Regions from separate parts of the Mus musculus genome. Here all the other regions are linked to region 7. A link is a contact called in public Hi-C, HiChIP or PLAC-seq and promoter capture Hi-C data. All regions are on one chromosome and are shown on one strand. The core of a region is the stretch at or near the end of the contact, and the rest is flanking DNA. Distances in the headings are between cores, read along the strand shown. Region 1 holds the start of Dnaic1 (dynein, axonemal, intermediate chain 1). Region 2 holds the start of Enho (energy homeostasis associated). Region 3 holds the start of Myorg (myogenesis regulating glycosidase (putative)). Region 4 holds the start of Ubap1 (ubiquitin-associated protein 1). Region 5 holds the start of Nudt2 (nudix (nucleoside diphosphate linked moiety X)-type motif 2). Region 6 overlaps Aco1 (aconitase 1). Region 7 holds the start of Aptx (aprataxin).

Region 1 (3,246 bases), core at 718-3,217, 870 kb after region 7:
CACAAACCGTAGAAGACACTTGTCTCCAGCTGCACGGCAATTGATTATCCAGCAAACGGAGATTGTCATACTTCCCACTGTGGTTCACCTTGGCTACTGTAACAGGCGGGTTCCTTACCTAGGAAACCACAAAGCCTACCTGTCAGTTTGGGAGCCGAAGGCCCAAGGGAAGAAGCTATTCTGGGCCACCCTGACTAACACAGAGGGAAGAGACGTGGGGAGCCCTCAAGCTTCAGGAGTTGGAGAGCACAGGTTGGCTCCAGCAGAGAGCAAGGCATCCATTACCTATTGGTTCCTGGCCTATCACGCCTCGTTTTAGATCTTACTAGCACAGGCCCCAAGGTGGGTTAAGCAATGAACATGGCCTCTACATTCTTTCCTCTCTATTCTCTAGGCCAGCTGGCTAGGCCTCTGACTTTCCTACCCATATGCTGACAGCAATGACAGTCAGGTAGCCTCAGGGCAATGGCCAGGAGGCACCTTCTTCTTTAGGCCATGCCTCCATAAACTGGCATCGCCCTCCCCCTTCCATCCCCTCGGCGCCGGCATCGATGACATCATTCCTGCCTGACTCCAGGACCACGGACCGGAGGCAGGATCCCCGCCCAGCAAAGACTCCAAACACGTAGGCCTAAGATGATAGGGGCTCTTCCGAATTCCGAACCGGTCGGCACGGCCCACTTCAGCACAGCTCCACCTCTTATCCTGGAGATACCTTCCCATGGACACCCTTGAGTCTCCATCTCGCCACCGCAAACTCTTCCCCTTCCCGATGCCCCCAGATCGAAATGGGGCTCCTCTCTCGAGAGGAAGGAAATTCCCAGGTTCTGCAATGAACCTCTGCCCCCATCAAGGCCTGGTTCCTGCTCAGCTTTGCTATATTTATCTAAAGGACCGGCGGGCAGGCCTCTCCTTTTCTAAAGGCCTATTTCCTTTCCTCCTTAGACTGATCTGCTGGCCTCCTCCCTCGCCCTGAGCATCACAGGCCTCGGGGAGCTAAACGCCTTTCTCATCCGACCCCCCGGGCTTGCTGCCAAAGATGCTCTGTGACATCCTCCTAAATTGCCCTCCACTAGAGGTGTGCACTAGAGTGCCTCCCTTGGTCCTATCCGACGGCGTTCTGCATCTGCTGACCGTGCCCTCCGCCCTTTCAGGTCCTTCGCTCGCACCGCTGGTAATCTCCCACGGTTTTCTCGCTCTGCAAATCTCCCTCCCCCGGCAAAGCGTTTTCAGGACTCCCTCTACCTTATCAGATGGCGCCCCCTCGCACAATCCCCACGGCCTAGTTCCTTCCCTCCCCTCCAGCGGCGCCCCTCCCGGCCCTGGCCTCTCCGCCGCCCGCCCCCTCACCAGCGGCTGCATCTCCGAGTGCGCGGTGGGCACCTGGAACCGGTCGATCTCCTCCATCATGGTGCCGGCGGGCGAGCGGGCCAGGGGCCGGGCGCGGCCAGGGACGCCGATGGGACCGCGCGGGGCGGCGGCCCCAGAAGCCCGGCAGATTATGCAGACTAGGCCGCCCTGGACCGGTCGGGCGGATAGGCGGATGGAAGGATGGATAGGCGGCGAGAGGCTCGCGGGATGACTGAGACCGGCGTAGCTCCGTGGGGTTGCCTAGAGCTACCGCGGCAGTAGCCCCGCGGAGCCGCAGGTCTTGCCTCGCCTCCTCCTCCGCCGCCGCCTCCTGTCAGCAGCTCAGCCACTGCGGTGACTCTGCAACTCCACTTCCGGGTCCGGGACACCGCCCGGATCCTGCATTATTCATGAGAAGGCGGTGTCTGGGTGCCCCAGCCCTTCCCACTTGCGGGAGCTCCTTGCGCGGAGGGCGGACTTATCTTTCTCTGCGGAGGCGGGGCTTAGCGGGGCCAGAGGATCCCTGCGCGCCCAAGTTCCGCCTCCTCCCCGTGTCCGGAGGGGGCGCTAGGTGCGCCTGCGCACCCGGTGCCTGTCGGTTGCTGGGTAACCGCGTCAGGGAGGAGCTGATGCTGTTCTACAAGGGCGCGAGGACCCACAACGTCAGCTGTCCCCGAAGAACCCTGGTGACTGGGAATTGAAGTGGAAGAGAGTCTGCACTTCCTGTGTGTGGTCAAGAAGGAGAAACTACTCCCCAGGAGAGGAAGCGTTTTGTAGGTTTTTCAGGGTGTGAGGTGCTTTCTATTCTTGCGGCAATGCCCTCGAAACAGATTCGTAAGCAGGTAATGTCTTACTGTGGCCTGCTGTCTTCTGAAGACCTCTGACCTTAACCGCCAGTTATTTCCTGTTGACCTCCAACCTCTCTTTCTTGTGACTCCTGGTTTGTGTTCCCACTGACCTGATTCTCCTGTTCTTTCTCACAAATCCTGCCCTCCTCTCCCAAATTTTCCTGAACCCACAGTCATTTTACTTTTAACCGAATCTGGTTTTTTCTTATTACTTCCATCTCTTCACAGACCCATCTTGTCTTGTCTTCGCCCTTAATCTCCCAACACTCCACTGAGTCCCTTCCTCATTCCCCTCTCATTCTTGTCCCAGTGGATTTTTTTATTCAACACTGCAGCATGGTCACTGCAGAGCTAAGTAAGTGGGGACATTTGCCATGTGGGAACTCAGAGAGGGGGCATGAGAACTGCACAGGAGACACGGAATAGAACAGATCGTGTGCAGGAATTTGGAGCAAGAAGTCAGAGAGGAAGAAAAAAAGACCCTTTTTCTAACCATGTTCCCTGCCCTCCAACACAAGTTTCCTTCTTATAAGACCCTCATTCACTTAGCCTTGTGAACGTTATGTTTCTGTCACCTGGCAATATGTTATCCCTTCTCACAGGAGAGTTGAATTACTCCCCAAATCACCACACATGATAAGCTAGTCTCAGGTTCTCAAGGAGCATTCTGCGATATAAAAGAATGACTCTTTCTGTCCTATAGAAATTGCTTTTATTTCCTAACGTCTAGCAGAGCATCTACTTTAAAAACAAACAAACAAACAAACAAACAAACAAAATGCTTTTCTATACTTAAGCCTAGGTATATTGAGGTTTGGAGAGCAAATCTGTGCCCATGATATCTAAGACTTCACATATTTTGGTAGAGGTTCTTGTATATCAACTTTGTGCCTTCTGCTTCTTTGACACGTGTCATCTACAGCTGAAGAACCGATCAGTCTTAGAGCTCTGTAGGCATTGAGAGGCTGTCTCTCCTTGTATTTATTGGTCATGCCCTGGTTTTATGTTGAGGCGGAATTGTGATTTGAAACTCTTGTTCTGTGCTCAA
Region 2 (3,339 bases), core at 199-2,698, 940 kb after region 7:
CCCTCAGGCCAGCGCAGACAGTGGAGCTGCCTCAGCGGCAAGGCCCATGCCGAGGCACAACTCTGGGGTGGCCAACCATCCAAGGTGGCTGTCCTGTCCACACACAGCGACTTCTTGGCAGGGAAGATGCCCACCTGCAGTCCTGGGCCTGAGGAAGTACAGAGGAAAGTAGACGGAGGTGAGGAGGAAGAAGTGGGCTGAAGCCTAGGGGGACAGCTTCCATCTTTGGCCTCAGGCAGAGAGCAGTGAGTCCCAGCAGTCTCAGGTACCCCACAAAGCCAGCACCTCCGCCCTCAGGCCTGGCTCTGAGCCCCTGGGTGCTGTGGTGCAGCCAGAGTGGGGAAGCTATAGTAGGCAGGCAGCCTCTTTCTCATTCTCCTCGGAACTGGTGGGTACAGCCTAGCCCTGCCCACCATGCTTCTAGCCCTTCAGATGTGCTGTTGGTGGGCGGGACTGAGGTGGCTTAAGGCCCAGGAGGAAGATTATGACCATGATTGTAGTGGCTAGGGCATCCTCTCCTTTCTGAGGGCTGCAGTCAGCCAGTCCAGGAGACCTGCAGAGGTGCCAGCTCACACAGAGGGAACTTTGTGGAGGCTCTGGCAGGAACGTGTGGGTTCTGTATACCCAAGGCTGTGTGCCTAGGTGTACCTTTCCCTGGGACTTTGCCTCTCTGGATCAGGTGTGTGTCTGAACGTACATCTTCCTGTCCCTCTGTCTCTCGCTGGATCTGCATCCTTGCCTCTGCAAACACACCTCTTTGAAGGTGTGTGGCTGCCTGTCTCTCTGTGTCCCTATCTCTGAGTGTCTTGAGTCTCATTTCTCTACCAGTCTCTCTGTGTATCACTGTCTCTTTTCACGACTGCATGTCCCTTTGCCCTCGGGGACAGGTCTCCATGGGGTCGGTATCGGTGGTTCTGTGCGTCTTGCATGTGTCTCTGCCTTTGTGTCTATCTCTCCTCCAAGCTGTGTGTCTCTCTGTCTCTGTGTGGGTCACTGCCTCTTTATACTCGTCCAAGATCTCTGTTTTTCGACCCTCTGCCCGTAGGGGAGCCCCCCTTACCTGAGTTGAGCCCGGTGCGCGCCCGCGAGAGGGTCCGGGACAACGGGATGCTCAGCGCCGACTGAGGCTCCAGAGCCTGCGGGCGGGGGGCGGCGAGAGGCGGGCAGGGGCGACGTCCACTCCCCGGGCCCTCCCCCTGGGCCGCGCAGCCTCCGCCGGCCGCTCCCGCCGGGGCGCGACCGGGCCGGCCTCTGCCGCGGGCGGTCTGCGGAGAGCGGGCACCTCCTCCCCCTGGGGCGGCGCCTCCTCCGCGGCCGGGGCCGCTAGCTCGCTCGCTCGCTCGCTCTCTCGCTCGGCAGCACTCGGGCGGCGGCGGCAGGAGCGTCGAGGAGTTCGGCTGGGCTCGGCTGCGTTCGGCTGGGCTCGGCTACGGCGGGAGGGAGTCGGCTGAGCTCGGCTGAGCTCGGCGGGCAGCAAAAAACAGCGGAGAGCCCCGCCTCGTGAGTGGCCAGCGGCCTGCGGCCCTTTGGGGGAGGAGCCATCTCTGTGCCGCTGCCGCCGTTCAATTGGCTGTCCGGGCCAAGTTCCCGCGCCATTGGTTGTGCTCTGGGGTGGGACACGACCATCCTGGTGCAGGAGAGAAGGAGGGAGGGGCTTGGGAAGGGTGAGAGGAGGGGTATATAGGGGCCACTTTGTTTTGATCCATCCCTTGAAAAGGTGAAGGGTCAGCCCACCTTTTTGCAGGGATTTCTTGCATCTTCCACACCTGGAATGCACCCCCACATGTGAAGCGTCCACCCCTCCATATCTGAGAGAAGTCTGTTTCTATTATCTGAGAAAGTCCATGTGCCTCCACACCTGACCCTCCTCACCTATCATCTTTCTACATATCCCTCTCCCAGTAGAGTGTAGAGTACCTCATGTCCACTTTACAGCGCCTGTAGATTGCCCCTAGTCCTAATAACAGTGTGATCTCTGGGAATTCATGACCTTTGTTGCGTTTTACTGATTTCTCACCCAGTGTTGGTCACAGGGTTGTGCATGGCTTGCTGGAGGGAACTTGAGACACCTGAAGAATGGCCCAGCTCTGGCTGAACTAGATCCAGACGGCATGGATGGCCTGACTCTCCATCCTAACAGTTCTGAGACCAAGGTAGCTTGGACAGGAGCAGTCAAGTAGGCCTTCCCCTCTCAGACCCTTAAGTAGCAGGGCTCACACATGCAAGGAGCTACATTTCTGGCCCTTTAGTGATTCTTAAGTGTACTTGTGTGTGGCTTCTATCACATATTGTCCATGGACAGTCAGAGACCCATGGCCCCACATCCAGCCTTAACTTCCCTCAGAATACTATACTCACAGCAAAATGCATACTGGAGTCACAGTGGTGTTGGTTCCTGGTTCCACTTTCTAACTCTCTTAAACGAAGCTTTCTTCTCAATAAAACTGTCATAGTAATAGCTACTTCTTAGGTTCTCACTAATTCATTTATACCATACCAACCACATCTCAGCAAATGTCAGCTGACAAGCCAAGACCAGGTGGCTAAGGGGCAGGGCTCCTCCTTCCAAGAAAAGGAGAAAGGGGAGTGTAAAGCCATCTCAAGGGCTGAATCATCTGAAGCTGCTGTGTTAGAGGCTGTCTAAAATAAACTACGGACCCCGTGGAGTTTGTCAGGATGGATTAATTTTAGTTCCCCCCTGTTACCCAGCAGGGTGGGGGTATTGTGAGAGGGATCAGATCAGTTATAGGAAAGAGAGAGACATATGGTCGCACATCTGAGTATAATGCCAGTGAATTTGTGACCTAGCCGCAGGGGTTCAGATTTCATCCTGGAAACAGTGGGGAGTCACTGAAGAATTTTGAGCATCATCGGAGTGATGTGATCATAGCCAGAAATTAGAAGGATGATTTGGGCCATTGGGTGGAAAGGAGTTTTAAAAGCATTTGAGAGTGAAAGATACTCCTACCTTTCACAATGATGAGGGAGTAAAAATACATCCTTGACAGAGCAGAAACACACTGGGGTATTGAGGTACATCAGTAGGCAGAACTCAGAAGGCAGGGCAAGTAAGAAGAGGACATTCTGGGGTAACTGGTTACCAGCTGCAGCACTGTGAGGCAATGCCCCGTGATAAAGAGCCCAGAAGAGGGGATGCTGAGATGCTTCAACCATGATAACCACTTGTCACCACGTCTGATGACCTGAGTTCAATCCCTGGAATCATGATGGTGGAAGGAAGGCAAGACACAACTCCACCAAGCTGTTCCCTGTCCTCCACGCTACACCCTGTAGCACACAGCTGTCCCCACTAGACAAATATAATTTAAACATAAGTTT
Region 3 (3,473 bases), core at 525-3,024, 800 kb after region 7:
ATGCTGTTTTCTGGCTTCTGCAGGCACCACACACACACACACACACAGAGTGCACATACACACAGGCAAATACTCATACACATAAAATAAAAATAAATAAATCTTCAAAGGAGAATGTCAAGGGGGCTGGAGACATGGCTCAGTGGTTGAGAGCACTGGCTGTTCTTCCAGATGGACCCAAGTTCAACTCCCAGCACCCACATGGCAGCTCACAATTGTAACTCCAGCTGCAGGGGAATCTGACAACCCTCATGTAGACATATATGCAGACAAAACACTAATGCACATACAGTAAAATAAACAATTGGAAAAAGAATGTCAGGTGCAGATGAGCGTTTTGGTTCTAGAAGACACGATTCAGTCCCATTCTTTTCCCTGCCTTATCCTCTCCCCCAAACCCCGCACCCCCTAGAGCTCTCTAATCTCTCAGGTCACTACCCAAGCACAGTCTGGAACAGCCTCTACTTCCGCTCTGATCTCTAACACAAGTTAGAGATCCCCTCTCCTCCTTTGGGTAGCAGTGTCTTTTACTGATACTCTCAAAGCTGAGTGGAACCCAAAGAAGACTACAGGGGCCCCAAATTGGCTTACTGTACACTTATGTTCATTCAACATAAGCAAGGCTACATCCTGGGCATCAAGGGGTTAAGAGGAGAGGGTTTGAGTCTGAATAGGAAAGACTCCCTAAGCCCCAATGCTTACATATTAAATTGGTCTTATCTTATGACCCCCGGGAGCCTGAGAAGCTCACCATGATATCCTCCAAAGCCCTTTCAAAACTCAGGCAGAACCCATTAGGGTTTCGATGAAGGACTGGCGCCCACAGATTTAAACACCCACCTGGTTGGGCCTCACCATGTTCTTCCAAATGACCCCATAGCGTCCAATACCAGCAACACTGCGAGCTGTTGTCCATTTTATAGATGGGAAAACACAGCTCGTCAGAAGCCACCCACTGGGATCCAAACCTCCTGCCTCCACCTTCCACCATGAGAATGGGTGTGGACGGGTGAGGTCTGTCTTTTCAAAAGCTGCGGCAGATCCAGCTTGCCTCGGGCAGATCAGGACGGTTTTAGGGGTGTGAAAGGGGCAATTTAATGGCATCTGCTATTGTAGCCGAGGGGAGGAACTCTGTGGCTCCAGTCTTAGTGGCGTTCTAGACCCCTATAATCTGTCGAGTCTGCCAGCTGGCCAACACAGGCTAAGGCTAGCAGGTGGGGTTTGCTGAGTGGCTCAGCCTAAGAAAACTCTTGTTCGCTACACACTCAACCTCAGTCTTGGCTGCAAGTCCCAAGCCTACAGTTTAAGGGCGGGCCCAGCTCAGCATAACTGAGCCACTTGAGGCAGAGGCCTTTGTCGGACACAGTTGGGAGGGGAGTGGAAATGTCAAAGGCAATTCGATCCTGCCCATCTCCCTCCCCTGCTCAGGGACGGGATCCACAAGGATCAAGTAACTGCACTAACACAGCCTGGAATACTTCACACCCACCGGTGGCCCCACACCCCACACGATCCAAAGGGGCAGAGGGAAGGGCAAGGAGCCCGTAGCCCGCTGGGAAGCTCTGGCCTGAGGAGGGGTTCAGGTGTCCAGGGACGCTCCACCAACTAGAGCAAGTTCAGGAACTGTGTGCTCCTTAGAAAACTCACCACCCTCACTGGGACCCAAAGGCTTCCCACTAGGTTCACCTACCTCAGTGACCGCCACACGGAAGAAAGGGAGAAGGGTCCTCCGGCTGATCTTTCTACGCTAGCAGGAGTTGATCAGCCACAGCCCTGCGGGTTGCTGCCTGGCTGGGCACCGTGGAGCCCCTCCTGCGCCCCGCCCTCCGGCTACTAGGCCACTCCCAGCCGTCCAATGTGGTTTCAGGCCTGGGACTCCAGCCCCACCCCTGGCGCTCAGCCCCTCCCCCACTCTGCGTGCCTTGCACAGACTTTCTTCTCACCGCCCCAGATCTGCCCTTTGGGCCCGCCTCTAGCTTGATTCCACCTCCCGCCTCAGGCGCCGCCCTTGCCAGACCATTGCTAGCCTGGCTCATCCCCAGGCCTTATGGGAGATGTAGTTCCGAAGGAAGGAGTGGCTGATTGTTGGGGTTCTTGCTGAATGTTAGGGTTCTTGCAACGCCATGCTAGGATTGCTATGTGTATAAGAGCACAGCAAGGCAAGGGGGGAAGACGTATCTGTGATGGTTTGAATACGAATGGCTCCCACAGACTCATATATTTGAATGCTTAGGGCCTGGGCATGACACTCTTTGAAAGGATTACAAGGATTAGGAGTCATGGTCTTGTTCGAGTAAGTGTGACCTTGTTGGAGGAAGTATGTCACTGGGGGTGAGTTTTGACTTTTTAAAAGCCTATTCCAGGCTCAGAGTCCTCTGCCTATAGATCAGAAGGGAGGACTCTCAACTGCTTCTCCACCATACCTTCCTGCTGCTATGCTCTGCTATGATCACAGACTAACCTCTGGAACTGTAAGTAAAACCCCAATTAAATTATTTTATAAGAATTGCCATGGTCATGGCCGGGCGTGATGGCGCACGCCTTTAATCCCAGCACTCGGGAGGCAGAGGCAGGCGGATTTCTGAGTTCAAGGCTAGCCTGGTCTACAGAGTGGGTTCCAGGACAGCCAGGGCTATACAGAGAAACCCTGTCTCAAAAAACCAAAAAAAAAAAAAAAAAAAACAAAAAAAAACAAAAAAAAAAAAAAAAAAAAGAATTGCCATGGTCATGGCGTCTCTTCACCATGCCATAGAACAGTGACTAAGACAGGAGTCTTCAGGAATCTGTTCCCTCAAGGTCTGGGGAGCTGTATTCTTTTAAGAACTGGCACAGGGTTGGAAAATAGAAAGCAGATAAAGCAAGCTCACTGACCCAAGTTGGATTTCTGGAACCCCCAGGCTGGGAAGGAGAGGGTAGACTCCCTCAAGTTGGCCTCTCATCTCCACGTGTTATGGATAAAGTGTAAAAATGGCTTTAAAAACTCTGGGATGACCTGTGCTCCCATTTCCCACTGTCAATACCCCAGTCAAGAACGCCTTGGAGGGATCCTGTAGACCCAAAGAGCCTATGTTCCGAACTGTCAGTTCTCAGCACTCAGGACCAGACTAGCAGTACCCCAGTTTCTGCTCGGTATTTTGCAATGCCCACTATACCCTAATATAACGTGTAGCTCCTTCTATTAGTGACAACCTTTAGTTAGAAATGATTGTGCCATGCCATGTTCTTTCCCCTAGAGGGAGCAGTGGTGCAAGAAAATGGGAAAACACTAACCCCCTAGAGATTCTAGAATAACCGCCCCCCCCTCCTAACCCCACCCCCTCCCTTGCAGGACAGAGCAGAACTTTCTGTTACAATGTGAAGTTTCTTGATCATGAATTCTTCCAAAATGATGTTTGGTAGCTCTTAGACTTGGAAGGGGGAGGGCAGCAAACATTTCTGAGCACAGGGAGCATTTGGGAGGCTGTAATGGAGAT
Region 4 (3,632 bases), core at 1,126-3,625, 650 kb after region 7:
TGCTAAGGCCTGAGTCACACCAGAACCAGAACCAGTTCCCCTCTGGGTACTGAGAAGTGAACCTGGGTTCTCTGCAAGAGAACTTCCTTAACCAGGGAACCATCTCTCCAGCCCTTGTTTACTTCTTTGTAAAGGCAGGGTCTCACTCTATAGCCCAGGCAGGCTGGCCTGGAACTCACAATCTTCTAGCTTCAACTTGACTTTTTTTCTTTCTTTCTTTTGTGGCCTTGGCTGGCCCTGAGCTCATTGTGTGGATCAGGCTGGCCTCAACCTCACAGAGGTCCACCTGCTTCTGTCTCCCAAGTGCTGAGGTTAAAGACATTGTCTTGGTTCTCTTGTGTCTTGGTTCAACTTTCTGAGTGCTTTTGCACCCATGCATCATCTGTATCCCAGTACTAGGAGTATTTGATCTACAAAAAGTTCTGTATTTATTGAGTGAGTTAAAGTCTATGTGTTTAAGAGCACCAATATATTACATATGTGCATCTTACCTCGTTTCTGATTCCCAAGCTAATATTCTCTCCACACCTGTCTAGAAAGTTATTGTTTAATTAATTAGTTTTTGTTGTTGTTGTTGTTGTTGTTTTTGTTCTTGTTTCTCTGTGTAGCCCTGGCTGTCCTGGAACTCACTCTGTAGACCAGGCTGGCCTCGAACTCAGAAATCCACCTGCCTCTGCCTCCCAAGTGATGTGAATAAAGGCATGTGCCACCACTGCCTGACTAATTAATTAGTTATTTTGCCAGCATTTTAAGGCCAGTTTGGCCAGTTGAACTTATGTCTTTTGGCCAAACATGGGCTCTATCACTGAGTTGTACTATCAGCCCTATTTTATTTATTTTTATGGAAGGAGTAGTGTTTCATGTAGCTCAGGCTGGTTTTGATGTCTCAGTATGCAGCTGAGAATAACTGGAGCCTCCTGTCTTAGCCTCTCAAATGCTGGGATTATAGATATTTGTTCTTCTCTTGTGCTCCAGGAAATTGCAGTTTCTCTTAATAAGAGATTGGTAAGAGCCTAGTTTAAACCAGATACAGTGCTGTAACTCTTGATCCCAGCACTCTGGAGGCAGAGATGGGCCGATCTCTGTGAGTTCCAGGACAGCCAGTATTAAATATTGCAAGTTTAGGACCAGTCTAGATTACACAAGACCCTGCTTCAAACAAGAGAGTCAAACACACACACACACACACACACACACACACACACACACAGACGGAGAGACAGACAATCACACAGACTCCCACAGGCATGCATGTGTGCGTGTACGTGAGAGACAGACAGAGAGAGAGAGAGAGAGAGAGAGAGAGAGAGAGAGAGAGCTGGAAAATCTGACCATTTCCTTTCTGTATTGCATGTTGTAGTGAAGTCTCTCCTGAAGCTGCCCAAGTTCACTCCTACTCCCTAACGTTCACTGCTTTCACTTTAGTGTAGAGGTTCCCCCCCCCCCCCCCCCCCCGTGTGAGCCACCCACTTATTATGGCCACTTTCATTCTCCAGAGTTCTGCTTTGCTCACTGGCCTTTCCACAGATCTGTTAACTAAATACAGATAACCAAAAATTGACAGTTTGCTGTTCCTTGCTCACCGTGACCCCCTCCCCACAATGTTGCACCCAGAGTTAGAGCCTCCTCATTTTTCAAAGCTCAAATACCATCTTGTCTGCTACATAAAATCTGGAGACAAAACAGGCTGGAAAAGTAGACAGGGCAGTGCATTGTGTTTTCTCCAAAGCACTTTATGTCAGCTAAGGATGCTTGTCTAGGAGGCCCTGGGTTTGATCTCTAAGCACTTTCCATACCAGTAATACTCTTTGAGTTTTACTAGAGTCAACTCTCTCTGATCTTATTTCTTCCATTGATCATGAAATTTTAGAGAAAAATATTAATTTAATCAAATTATAAATTCTCCATGAGCCTATATCCAATACACAGAAAGCAGTGAAGGCTTGGATTGTGTTTCGACTTTGAATGCACTGGATATTAAAATTGAAGAGACATTTATAGTTACTGTTTAACCAATTTATTTATAAACTTGGGTCTAGGATATATGAGACCTGTTCTGAAAAACAACAAAACCTCAAAATAAATGGAGAAAGTGAGACCAAAGAGTATGAGACTGGTCTACGAGTCTGAGAGGGTTTCTAATTTCCAAAGAGGATTCGCGGCTAAGGCTTTGGGCGTGTCCTCGCCTTGGCCGCGCCTCTTATCCCGAGTCTTACCCTCTCAGTGACCCCTCCTTTCTTCTTCCCCTTAGGGTCCGCAGGGATCCTTCAGTAAGGAAGCTCCCGGTTGCAGGAACCCTTCAGCTCTGGAAGAGGGATTTAGTTACGTCACTGTCGGCTCCTCCCATTGGTCGGGGCGGGTGGGGTGCGGCGCCATGATGTCAGACGCCTAAAGGGGCGGAGCGTCGAGGGGAAGGAGGAGGGAAGTAGGCCTTCAACATGGCGGCTGTGGTACTGGTGGTGGCTACGGTGACGGTCTGGCTCGGGGCGGGTAGAGTTGGAAGAGGTGGTGTTTGCTCTCCCTAGGGGCAGCGGGAGCCCAGCGGAGACTGAGCCCGGGAGGCCGGGCGGCGCCAGCACCTTTCAGCTTTCGGGACAGCAGCGGCATTCAGGTGAGGGGGCCTGTCTCTGGGGGAGGGGGAGAGGGGCGGAGTTGGGGGAAGGGGCCGGTACGGGGCGACCGGGAGGAGGGAAGATGGGGACCGGGCGCCCAGGAGCCTGGAGGGATGAAAGGATCTGGAGTAAAGGAGCGGGAGGGAGGAAGAGCCGGACGACGACCGACGACTCGGGGCGGATTCTGGGCGAAGGGTCAGAGTGACGGGACCGGAGTTGAAGGGGCGGAGGGCGGACGGGATGCGGGCAAATGAGTTCGGATTAAGGGGACTAATTCGCTCAGAAGACAGGCTCAGTGGAAATCTCGAGCTTGAGGGAAAGATTTCTCTCAGTGGGAGCTAGAGCCGGTCCAGGAGAGGAACCCCGATTTAGTAAAGAAGGTAGCGCGCTGGGGAGTTGAGGGTGAGCTTGGGATGTGAGGATTTAGTTATCTGAGCGAGAGATGAGGGAGAGAAATCAGACCAGGGGGTGACTGCTTTGGGGGATATCTTTGGCATTGTGTGGTCTTCTCTAACTGTCTCATCACTGTGGTCTTCTCTAGATTTTTCTTCCTTTTTTAATTTTCTGGGCGATTACCTGGACTATACCCCTGGGTCTCAGAAACAACCCCGTGTCTTTCTTTTGAGGCTAAGCATTTCTCTTGACCAGCGATCCCTCACCTTTGTGTTGTTGCCTCGTGTTTTTTGAGTTGAGACTTAGAAATATAATTATTTAAAACAATTTTGTATTGAACTGGAGTGAGATTTTGATACTTTTTAGACAGACATCATAGAGTGTTGTAAACTCAAATTCTGTTCACATTTTCATGGATAAAGTGTTTTGTCTTCTCAGTTGTAATTGTTAGTATTTGGGAATTTGAATAAACATGGTGTGTGTTACCTGAATTTTTTTTTTTTAATTTGATGGTATAACAAGGCATTTCGTTTTCATTGATAAATAGGTCTTCTAGGGGCGAGGAGAGAAGGTTAAACAATTCAGAGCACTCATTCTTGCAGAGGACCCAACCAAGTTCAACTCTCA
Region 5 (3,607 bases), core at 456-2,955, 760 kb after region 7:
ACCTATAATAAGCCTAATGGTTCAAATTCAATGCCTAGAACCCACATAAAAGGTCACATGTGGTACTGCACATGTGTAACCCTAGCACTCCTAGGGAGAAGTAAGTGTGTGTGTGTGTGTGTAAGATAGAAATATCCTGGAGTATGCACTGCAGCAGCAGAAACAAGCTGCTTAAAAAACATGGAAAATGAGAACCAGTTCCTCAAAGTTGTCCTCTGACCTTCACTTGAGTGCTCACACACACACATACATACACACACACACATATACATATACACACACACATACACACACACTGTTAAGTGAAAAAAACTCAAAGTCAAATAATTGATTTCAGTTTCCAAAGCACAGATAAAATGTTACGATAGTTGGTGGTCAGTAAACAACAAGAGGAAATCCTCGGGCATATAAGGACAGAATGGCCTGTTATAAGCAAATACATTTAGGGGTTTGAGAAGAGGTACTTGTAGGCCAGACTACAATGTGGAGAGAGCACGTCTCTCTGATTGAGAACTTTGTCTCAAAACCAACCAACAAACAAAAGCCACACAAACAAAAACTTAAAAAAAGAAAAGCAGTAAATAATGAAGTAATGTATGTATGCTAGCGGTCAGCTTGCTTTCTCCACTCTATTACTGCTCAGAATTCCCTGCCTTGGGAATGTTGCCACCCACACTGAGCAGGTCTTCCTGCCCCCAACGTGGGAACGCCAACGCTGAATTTTCTGTCTCTTGTATATGAGATTAGGGTGTCCTCTCTCTTCCACCTGCCCCCAAATCGACTTTGAATGGGACAAGGCAGAAAGATAACTGAATCTATTTGTAGTGAGTGAAAGCCAACTGAACAAATATTTCCTTAAAAAAACAAAACAAACAAACAAAAAACTAATATGCGTAAGACGCTGTGGAAAGGCTTGTCTTATCTCAGAGGTCAAAATTATATGAGAAAAAAGGAGAATGAGGTTTGCGGAAGTTCACAAAACAACCGAAAGTCCAATCGAAGCGCTCTGAAGAGCGTGTCTCAAAGGCAAGAGGCCTTTGGGGTACTCAGAAAAGCCTCAAAGCTGGTGGTGGTCGAGGTAATTGCTGAAGAGGCGGTAGACAGGGAGATGAAACGTGAGAGAGCGCGAGAACCCTCGAAGAACCCGAGAAGCCAAGTTCTAGTTACCCCGCAAATACCGGTCTCGGCTCGCGCCGCTCGCAGACAGGAGCACCCGCTCCCGCGCAGGCGCAGAGCCTGGGCTCAAGCTAAAGCCACCGTTTCTCACCTCAGGGCAATCCCGGCTCCTCCTCAGTCAGTTTTCAGGGAGGACCGAAGAAATAGTGCGGTGAGGAGAAAGCCCTAAGGCCGGGCTAGCAGAGCGTCCGGTCAACCCGCCTTAGGTGTCCGCCAGGCCACATCCCCATGGCAACGCCACAAGCGCCAGTTCGAACGCGCGCGCCGACGCCCGCCCGCCCGCGGTCCCGCAGCACCGACCAATGGTCATTCACAGAGCCTGTCACCTCTCCTCTAAAAGGCCAATCAGAAATCAGAAGGGGAAGGGGGCGGTTCATTCTCCACCAATGGTTCAGCTTGAGGCAGATCTCGCGACGGTCCCAGCCAAAAAACCACGCCTCAGGGGCGGGTGGAAGCGCCTGATGCCCAATTCTGTGGCTCGTCTGAAGTGCAGCCGGGCTCTTCTGATTGGCTGGCGCGCTACGTCTCCGTTCGAGGACCGCCTCCTGCCTCTGGGCTACGGGTGAGTGCTGTGGGGCTGGGGGGCGTGGGGAGTGTCGCGGGCTCCTGACCTGTTGCTGCGGGGACGGAGCTGGCAGTGAGGCGCGTGTAGGCCAGGCCCCATCCACTCGCGGGACCTCGGTTTATCTCTGTGCACCAGAGAGGACTAGGTTCAGTGGTGAGGGCGTGGGTCGGAAGAATCCCAGAGGCAGAGAGATTCACCTTTGGGACTTAGCGGGCCAATCATATCTTCTCCCTAGGCTTGCTTTGTAGTTATCGATTAAACCCTGCCTGCATTCCAAAAGATCTTACGTTTGGTAAAAATTATTACTTGTGTGTGTGTGTGTGTGTGTCTGTGTCTGTCTATGCGCGCCACGTGCGTGCAGATGCTCTCAGAATCCAGAAGGCGTCGGATCCCAGGAGCTGGAGTTAAACGTTGTGTGGGCCACCTGGTATAGGTTCCGGGGAACCGAACCCCAATCTTTTGGAAGAGTGACAGGTGCTCTTTAGCCCCCAGAGATAGAAAGTCACAAGATTCCCGTCTTAAGAAAAAAAGGCGAAACAGCTTAAATCGAGAAGAGTCAAGTTGCCAATGCAGAAATGTTCTAATGTCCAGTGGCAATTAAGCTTAATGATGTTAGAAATTGGACGTGTCTGCATTTGATTAACTACTCAAAAATATTTCTGAACCATAGTTTTATTTTTTTTTTCCTTTTGTGAAAAATAATAGTAATGCTTCAACGGGTTGCAAAGACTATTGGGAAAAAATGCTTGGCCAGGCCTAGCCTCTCAGGTCAAAAAGGAACCACCAGCATAGTAGGAACAAATCCAGTAGCCAGCATGTGTGCAGCTTCATATGTACTTTAATGGAGTGCTCGTTTTTAGCTCAAAAATGAGCGATTCGGGGGCCTGGAGAGATGGTTCAGTGGTTAAGAGCCCTTAACCTCTCTTCCAGAGAAATTTGAGTTCATTTCCCAGCATCCATGCCAAGTGGCTCACAGTAGCCTCCCAACTCCTGCTCCAGGGCATCCATGGCCCTCTTCTGGACTCTTCAGGCACCCACATACCACACACAACTGGCAGACACACAAGACATAAACAAAAGTAAATCACTAATCAGTTAAAGAATAAATGTAATTCTTACTAATAAGGAAATACAGTATTCAAAAGAGAAAATTGACAATATATTAAAGGGAATTAATCTTGTTGATCTTTAAAAATTACTAATACTTAGTGTGAACACTGTTTATCAGCTGTTTCCTGAAAAATATAAAAATGATAGTGCATGTCTTTATTCCTAACAGAGGCTGGAGGATCTCTGAGTTCCAGGAGAGACAGGACTATGACACAGAGGTGGGGAAATTCTTGATTCAACTATTAGAAAGAGTTGACTGCCAGTATAATACAGAGAAGCATTCAGGTGGCCTATTATAATACAAGATAAGAGTGACTGGCATGTATTCATGTCTGTCTACACATACTTTAAACTCTCAACAATGAGAAATACACGTTAGAGTCACTTTACAAATGAGGACCTGTCTTTCAGGTAACAACCTGACCTGAGTGGCTAAGTTTCTTTCACAGCAGTGTCAGGTATACTTTTCTATCTTGTACTGTTTTGAACTGAAAGAGGGTGAAAATATTTGGAATACCAGATAGGAAAGGGGGTGATTAGACAGGTAAATGCACCCAAATTCAGGGAAAGTGGCTCGTCTTAGTCAGGGTTACAACATCTGTGAGGAAACTGACCCAGAGCAACTTGAGGAAGAAAGGGTTTGTTTGGCTTACTCATCCTTATCACTGTTCGTTGTCAGAAGGAATCTGGAGACAGGAGCTGATGCAGGGACTGTGAAGGCGTGCTGCTTACTGGCTTGCTCCTTGTGGCTGCTCT
Region 6 (3,346 bases), core at 391-2,890, 540 kb before region 7:
CTGAGTAGGAAGTGTTTCCTTTCTCCTCTAACACCTACGAGTAGAGTTCGCTTGGTGACCATGGTACTGTTACCATCTTCCTAAGGAAAAGGGAGGCAGTAAGAACTCTTTACACCAGCCAGTTTCTGCAGGAGCCATATTGGGCACCCTGGCTCTGCAGGCTGGTGGGAGAAACAGGATTCACGTGAGGACGTGTGTTGCACCCAGGGCATCTGAGAGCAATGCTAAGGAAATCAGCTAACTGCCCTCACTGAACGGCAGTAGATATGGGTACAGGTGAGCAGTTGATTTCATTGTACATGTTTGGCTGGCTCCAGGCCTAGCACCTTTAGGACACGATACGGAGATAAGAAGGATTCAGAACGTAAGAGTATCTGAAGAAGCGAGTGACAGATTTGCTCAGTTCTTTGAGTTTTCCACACTTCCTCTGACTGAAGCCCTGGAGATGTTCTTCAGTCAATCTTTTTTTTTTTTTTTTTTTTTTTTTTTTTTTTTTTTTTTTTCGTCTAGGCAGGAGAAACAACAGGTTTATCATTGTAGTTGCTATCATGTGGGGTGAAAAATTTGACCGTGAGGCCTAAGGCGTGGATGGCAAATCCAAAGGATGTAGTAATGTGGTGTTTGTAAATGGATGCCGTCTTCAAATTGATGAATCTCAATTTCACGGGCCCAAAGATTTCCAAACTATTTAAGTAGACAAGTTTTGATTTTTCTTATTAGAGAGTTTTGATGTTTTTTTTTTTTTTTTTTTTTAGACTTGGTTGGTTCCCCTCTTACTAAGGCACACTAACAAGTCTCTTGCATTTGTATGATGCTTCATCTTACATGTACCCCCACTTCAAAAAAGACAACCAACCATAAGGCTGGGGCATGGAGGTGCATGTCTCTTTTAACTCCAGCTCTTAGGAGGTAGAGACAGGTATATCCGTGAGTTCAAGGCCAGTCTTACCACATAGCAAGTTCCAAGTAGCCTGAGTTACACATTGAGACCCTGTCAAAAACAAACAAACAGACAACAAACAGACAGCACATGCTTAAATCACTGCCCCGTGCAGCCTCCTCTCCATGCACTGCTGAGTTTTTTTGTCCACTTGATAGGTGCTGGAGTTATCTAGTGTATTACTCTAGTTACTTTCCTGTTGCTGTGGAAAAGCACTGAGACCAGAGCACCGTACCGAAGAAGAGTTTTTCTGGGCTTTGGGCTCCAGAGGGACCAGAGTCCATGATGACATCACAGACATGGCAGCTGGGTCTGGAAGCTGAGAGCCACAAGCAGGAAGCGGGTGGGGGAGGGACCAGGAATGGCCTGTGGCTTTTTAAATCTCAAAGCTTCACCCCCACCCCCAGTGACACACTTTCTCCAGCAAGGCTACACCTCCTAAAACACCCTGAACAGTGCCACCTACTGGGGACCAAGTGTTTAAGCAGCTAAGCCTCTGGGGGAAGTTCTCATTCAGACCACCACATCTGGGAAGAGGGACACTCCATTAAGAAAATGCCTTGACCAGATTGACCTGTAGGCACATCTCTGGACATTTTCTTGATTAGTAATTGATGTGGAAGGCCCAGGCTGCTGTGGATGATGCCATCCTGGGCAGGCGGTCCTGGGGTCTATAAGAGAGCAAGTTGAGCAATCCATGGGAGAGCAAACCAGTAAGCAGTGTTCTTCTGTGTCCTCTGCATCAGCCCTTCCCTGACCTTCATCGATGACAGACTGTGACCCCAGAGTTGGAAGATGAAACATACCCCTCCCCCCCCCGCAAAAAAATTGATTTTGGTCAGTGTTTTCTCACAACAACAGAAACCCAATATAAGACAGGGAGTCTTGTTGTACTATTAACTCTTAACTGCTTCTCCCCGGACTACCTAGTCCAGGCTGGGTACTCATTCATGAAATGCTTCAGACCAGAAGTGTTTGAATGTTTACATTATAGCTGGGCAGGGTGGCATTTGGCTATAATCCTATACCCAGGAAGCAAAAGAGAATTGCTGGCATAAGTGCAGAGCCACCATTGGCTACATGGTGAGTGACAGGCCAGCCAGGGCTGCATAGACAGACCCTGTGTCAAGTATTCTTGCAAATTATTTTGGTTTTTGAAATATTTGCATGTGTACAATTAGATCTCTTAATGATGAAATGAAGTCTCAATATGAAATCCACTTGTTTATGCTTCACATACCATATGTTTCATATGTGTTTGTGTGTGTGTGTGTGTGTATCTCTAAAGCTAATCTTGTATACTGTTTGTTAGCATACCTGTGTTTTGCTTGTGCCTAATCATGTGAATTCAGTTATAAAATCTTAGGTTTATGGCACTGTCTTAGGATTTTACTGCTGCGAACAGACACCATGACCAATGCAAGTCTTATAAAAGACAACAGGTTCAGTCCAGTATCATCAGGGTGGGGACATGGCAGCATCTAGACAGACATGGTGCAGGAGAAGCTGAGAATTCTGCATCTTCATCTGAAGGCTGCTAGTGGAAGACTGACTTTCAGGTAGCTAGGACTACGGTCTTAAAGCCCACTCCCACAGTGGCACACCTACTCCAACAGGGCCATACCTACTTCAAAAAGGCCACACGTCCAAATAGTGCCACTCCCTGGGCCAAGCATATACAAACCCTCACAGGCATCCTCTCTGTACACAAAAGCTCCAGGCTTTCAGTCATTTTAAATGTAAAATGTTTTGGGTTGGCACTTAGTTCTGTACTGCACTTTGAATTGATGCACAGATAGCTGTTTCTTTTAAATTTTTATCTAGTATTTTAAAAACTTGTATGTGCTCATAGTTTAAAATGTAAAGGATCGTAAAGGATACACAAAACCCAAGCCTTCCTGCTGAGGCAACCAGTCCCAAGACGGACTCTTGTGTCCTTAGTGAAGATTTATACCACTGTAGTGAAGAATTGTAGACACCCACACTTTGCATTCTCACAGACAATTCTACCCTGTGCAATAATACCATCCTGCCATATTGGTCGTTCTATAAATGTATCAACTATCTAAATAATATTTACTCATATAAACCTTGAGATGAAGCAGGGAAATTACTAACTATTGTTATACTTAAATTAAAAATATTAGGGAGGGCTTGGAGAGATGGCTTGGAGGTTAAGAGTACTTGCTATTCTTGCTGAGGACCTAGATTTGGTTCCTAGCACCTACATGGCAGCTCACAACTGGCCTTAACTCCAGTTTCAGGGGATCAAACATCCACTCTGGCAGCAGACACACATGGCACACATATATTTATACATGCAGGCAAACATTCATACACATAAAATAAAAGTAAATAAAAATATTGAAGAATAGATTCATGGAAGGGTGAGTCCCACCTTTGTGT
Region 7 (3,249 bases), core at 308-2,807:
TCTTAACTGCTGAGCCATCTCACCAGACCCCACCTAGCTATTTTTGAGTCCTAGGTGTCTTAGTTAGGGTTTCCATTGCTATGAAGAGACACCATGACCAAGGCAACTCATATAAGGACAACATTTAATTAGGGCTGGCTTACAGGTTCAGAGGTTCAGTCCACTATTATCAAGGTGGGAACATGGCAGTGTTCAGGCAGACATAGGGCTGGAGGAGCTGAGAGTTCCACCTCTTGTTCTGAAGGCAGCTAGGAGAAGACTGGCTTCCATGCAACTAGGACAAGGGTCTTAAAGTCCACACCCACAGTGACACACCTACTCCAACAAGGCCACAGTTCCTATTAGTGCCACGCCCTGGGCCTAGCATATACAAACAATGACGTTAGGAAACCCAAATGACAGGGCAAGTGACATGAGGCCAGAAATCTATCTTGAAGCGCTGTTAGCACAAGAATTTTCTTCAACAATGGAAATGTAGTAAACCTTCAAGCCACACTGATAACTGAGCTTTTGAAGGGCCATTAACACAAGTAAGGAACTGAATTTCCAATTAAACTTAAAGTTGCATAAGCACAAGTGAGTGTGGACTAATGTCCAACACAGACTTGAACTTAAGACTCTCAGCTTCTAATTTCTCAGAGGAATTAGGCTAAGTATTTCACAGACTGGCTCCACTGGCCAACATCCTCACTCTTCCCTCCCCAGACATACATGCAGGCACCTTTACCTGCACATACCATCTTTCAAGAATGCAGCATGGCTCCTGGCTAATACAGGATATCCAGAAGTTTGAGGTTAGACTACCCTACATACTGTTACCCATCTTGAAGAAGAAAAAAAATTGTCCAAGCCCAGTGGCAAACGCCTGTATCCCATCACTGGGAGGTAGGGACAAGAGGATCAGAAATTTGAGGAGGCCAGCTGGGCTACAGGAGACCTCTAAAATTAAGTGGGGAGGAAGGGCCTCTTACGAAATCCCCAATATATGTCGATTTCTCAAAAGTAATTACCCAGCAATTCCAAATTGGTGTCATTTCAAAAACCCCTGCTTTGTTGAATCTCTGCATTGTAAAGAGAAAGACCTTACACTGCTTCCGGCATTCTTAAGGCCCGCTGGGGACACTGCTAGTGCACCTCGAGTTACTCTTGGAAGGCGTTTCTGGCAGAAACACTTTCCTGTCAGGCTGAACAGCCCCGCTGCATGGACTTTGTCCACTCTTATCTCTAAATCTTTTCATGCTGATCTGGCAGCCAACTAGGTACAGGAGCCGGGTGGGGATGGGGGGCGGGGAGGGTGGGAGGCCGGAACAATGCGGCGGAAACAAAACTCTGAAACACGCCCACCTGAGCAAGACCAAGGGGTGGAGCCTAATCCGCCCAGAAGAAAGAAACCTCGAACTCCACCCTCAAGGTCACCGCTCCGAGTTAGCAGCCCGGGCCAAATGCCCCTGCCCGCTTCTAACCCAGCAAACTACGAAGGCAGGCGGACCATTAACTTACCTCGACTGTGGACACCCACAAACTTCACGCTGCTCTACTGCGCCTCGCCGCTTCCGGTGCTGAGAGATGACGTCACAAACGGCTGCCTAGCAACCGGTGATGATTCCAGTATCTTTTCGAGAATTGGCTGGAACGTTTTCTCGCCCGATACCCAGGTAGAACAGTGGCGCTAGCCGCTAGTTGTCCCCCGTGAGGATAGCTCCTTTGCTCGCAGCCTCCCGGTTGTCTGAATCCGGAGAGATTTCAGACAGCAGTCTTCTGTGGCTCATCTACGCAGCCATGTCGCCTTTTAGCACTTCCTCCTCAGGAAGCTTGCTATAAGTTAAAGCCATCTTTGAAAGGGAAAGAACGAGGTTGGAGGTAGTGAGAGAAATTCGTTCTGTAGCCCAAATTGGTCTTGAACTCGCGAGAATCTCCTTAGATTCCCCCAGTGCTGGGATTGCAGATGTGAGCTACCAAACACAGCTTTGAAGCCATCGTTTAAACTACAGGCTGGAGTGCCTTACCACCCACGTTAAAATTACACTTTTCTTTCTCTCTATAAGGAGAAAAAAGACTGAAGAGAGAGACAGAGGAACCCTGCTAAGATTTTTTTTTTATGATGTCTTCTCTAAATGAACTGAGGGCAATCAGCAGGAGGTTGGGATGACATATGTGTACTGATTTTTATAGCAATTCCAGGACGTTCCCTGAAAGTCTTGTATTGTAAATCACTAAAGACTTCTTGGCAGATGAAAGAATTCCTATCTCGTGAGTAAAATCAGAGTGTAGAATCTGAAACGCAGTCGAAACTGAACCTTACGGAGGCCCCCTTTTTTGGGGGTGGGGGGGTTGTTTAGACAAGGTTTCACTGTGCCCTAGACTAATCACAAACTCAAGATCCCCTGCGTCTACCTCTGAAATACTGGGATGACAGGTCTTCGTCCCCACTCTCAGCTAAGAGCTCTTTTGTTTCTTGATCAAATGGGTTACTATTGTTTTCTTGAAAAAGCAGGCTCCACTGTCTGATGGAGATGACAAGACAGGATGGGAGGATGTCCCTGAGAGCAAGGGAAAGCCGTGCTTTTGTTGACAAAGAAGATGCGGGTGTATGTTAGGATCAGAGCAGGAAGGGAGGAGGAATCTCAAGCTGTACAAACCTCAAGGCTGAGAACGTGGTCCATAACTGCCTAAGACATCAAGGCAGATCTGGTGACCCGACAGTTTGCGTTTTCCCTCAGGATTAGGCCTCTTAGCCAAGACTTCTACGCAGTCTCCATTGTGTCTCGTACAGCTAAAAATTAAACTGGGTCATTTGTGCAGAATTGAGCAGAGTTTTCCTAGCCACTGTATTAGGTCTATTCCATTGTCTGCAGTGCACTGACCAGAAAAGCAAGGTTGTTTGGAACAATGCACGGTCAAGGGCGTGGCAGGCACTTAAGACATTCACTGGGGTTCACATTGCTAGGGGACTACGCACCAAAATTTTTTCAGTTTCTCTATGAATCAAACAACTACTAATTTTTGTCACCCTAAAGCCCCACTATTCTGCTCTTAGCTTCCATGGGTTTAACCAATCTGGAAATACCATTTAAGTGAAATCATGTAGTGTTGGTTTTTGTAATCATTTTCTTTCACTTAGCTAGGTGTCAAGTTTCATCTACAATGTGGCACAAGTCAAAAGATCCTTTTTAAGGCTAATGTTTTTCTTTGGGTTTTTATTTTTTTAATACTTTTTAAGATTTATTTTATTTATATGAATACACTGTC

The links. Promoter capture Hi-C pulls out the DNA fragments that hold promoters and counts their contacts. Hi-C and Micro-C count contacts between places; a contact is called where the count stands out from the background. HiChIP or PLAC-seq counts read pairs in DNA pulled down with a chosen protein or histone mark. Capture Hi-C pulls out chosen DNA fragments and counts their contacts.
Region 1: a contact with region 7 is called in a Hi-C map of CD8 T cells, with 2.7 times the contacts expected there. The contact joins the promoter of Dnaic1 here to the promoter of Aptx in region 7. A contact is called at or near these places in 1 of 39 promoter capture datasets (pre-B cells), 2 of 484 Hi-C or Micro-C datasets (CD4 T cells and CD8 T cells), 1 of 115 datasets of contacts at active chromatin or transcription factors (bone marrow-derived macrophages) and 1 of 9 other capture datasets (liver).
Region 2: a contact with region 7 is called in a promoter capture Hi-C map of pre-B cells, with 2.9 times the contacts expected there. The contact joins the promoter of Enho here to the promoter of Aptx in region 7. A contact is called at or near these places in 3 of 39 promoter capture datasets (liver, pre-B cells and stem cell-derived epiblast-like cells) and 1 of 9 other capture datasets (liver).
Region 3: a contact with region 7 is called in a promoter capture Hi-C map of adipose tissue. The contact joins the promoter of Myorg here to the promoter of Aptx in region 7. A contact is called at or near these places in 1 of 39 promoter capture datasets (pre-B cells), 1 of 115 datasets of contacts at active chromatin or transcription factors (pancreatic cancer cells) and 1 of 9 other capture datasets (adipose tissue).
Region 4: a contact with region 7 is called in an H3K27ac HiChIP or PLAC-seq map of regulatory T cells, with 8 times the contacts expected there. The contact joins the promoter of Ubap1 here to the promoter of Aptx in region 7. A contact is called at or near these places in 1 of 484 Hi-C or Micro-C datasets (CD4 T cells) and 2 of 115 datasets of contacts at active chromatin or transcription factors (regulatory T cells and thymic regulatory T cells).
Region 5: a contact with region 7 is called in a promoter capture Hi-C map of pre-B cells. The contact joins the promoter of Nudt2 here to the promoter of Aptx in region 7. A contact is called at or near these places in 5 of 39 promoter capture datasets (the HPC-7 cell line, erythroid cells, liver and 2 more) and 2 of 484 Hi-C or Micro-C datasets (CD4 T cells and regulatory T cells).
Region 6: a promoter capture Hi-C map of liver shows a contact between it and region 7. The contact joins the enhancer-like site here to the promoter of Aptx in region 7. A contact is called at or near these places in 13 of 39 promoter capture datasets (the 3T3-L1 cell line, the C10 cell line, the HPC-7 cell line and 8 more) and 13 of 115 datasets of contacts at active chromatin or transcription factors (the SCID.adh cell line, acute myeloid leukemia, bone marrow-derived macrophages and 10 more).

The regions. Positions count from the first base shown.
Region 1 is chr4:41,567,827-41,571,072 of GRCm38.p6, forward strand. Dnaic1 (dynein, axonemal, intermediate chain 1) reads left to right here and starts at 1,968. Exons shown (of 20, transcript NM_175138.4): 1 at 1,968-2,192. The coding sequence starts at 2,166. It overlaps Fam219a (family with sequence similarity 219, member A), which reads right to left and starts at 1,712. Exons shown (of 6, transcript NM_001159583.2): 1 at 1,351-1,712. The coding sequence starts at 1,410.
Region 2 is chr4:41,638,854-41,642,192 of GRCm38.p6, forward strand. It overlaps Enho (energy homeostasis associated), which reads right to left and starts at 1,449. Exons shown (of 2, transcript NM_027147.1): 1 at 1,061-1,449; 2 at 1-148.
Region 3 is chr4:41,501,301-41,504,773 of GRCm38.p6, forward strand. It overlaps Myorg (myogenesis regulating glycosidase (putative)), which reads right to left and starts at 1,775. Exons shown (of 2, transcript NM_001085515.2): 1 at 1,691-1,775.
Region 4 is chr4:41,346,621-41,350,252 of GRCm38.p6, forward strand. Ubap1 (ubiquitin-associated protein 1) reads left to right here and starts at 2,376. Exons shown (of 7, transcript NM_023305.3): 1 at 2,376-2,611.
Region 5 is chr4:41,463,443-41,467,049 of GRCm38.p6, forward strand. It overlaps Nudt2 (nudix (nucleoside diphosphate linked moiety X)-type motif 2), which reads left to right and starts at 1,706. Exons shown (of 3, transcript NM_025539.2): 1 at 1,706-1,738. It overlaps Kif24 (kinesin family member 24), which reads right to left and starts at 1,406. Exons shown (of 13, transcript NM_024241.2): 1 at 1,268-1,406.
Region 6 is chr4:40,159,546-40,162,891 of GRCm38.p6, forward strand. The region is part of intron 1 of Aco1 (aconitase 1); the gene reads left to right. Among named protein-coding and RNA genes, the nearest start is that of Aco1, 18 kb to the left of the region's middle. Within about 2 kb of position 1,641, at least 3 of the 459 cell types and tissues checked have an H3K27ac peak or open chromatin away from gene starts, as enhancers often do. A contact at or near this core is called in liver, where this site is marked.
Region 7 is chr4:40,701,637-40,704,885 of GRCm38.p6, forward strand. It overlaps Aptx (aprataxin), which reads right to left and starts at 1,558. Exons shown (of 8, transcript NM_001025444.3): 1 at 1,501-1,558.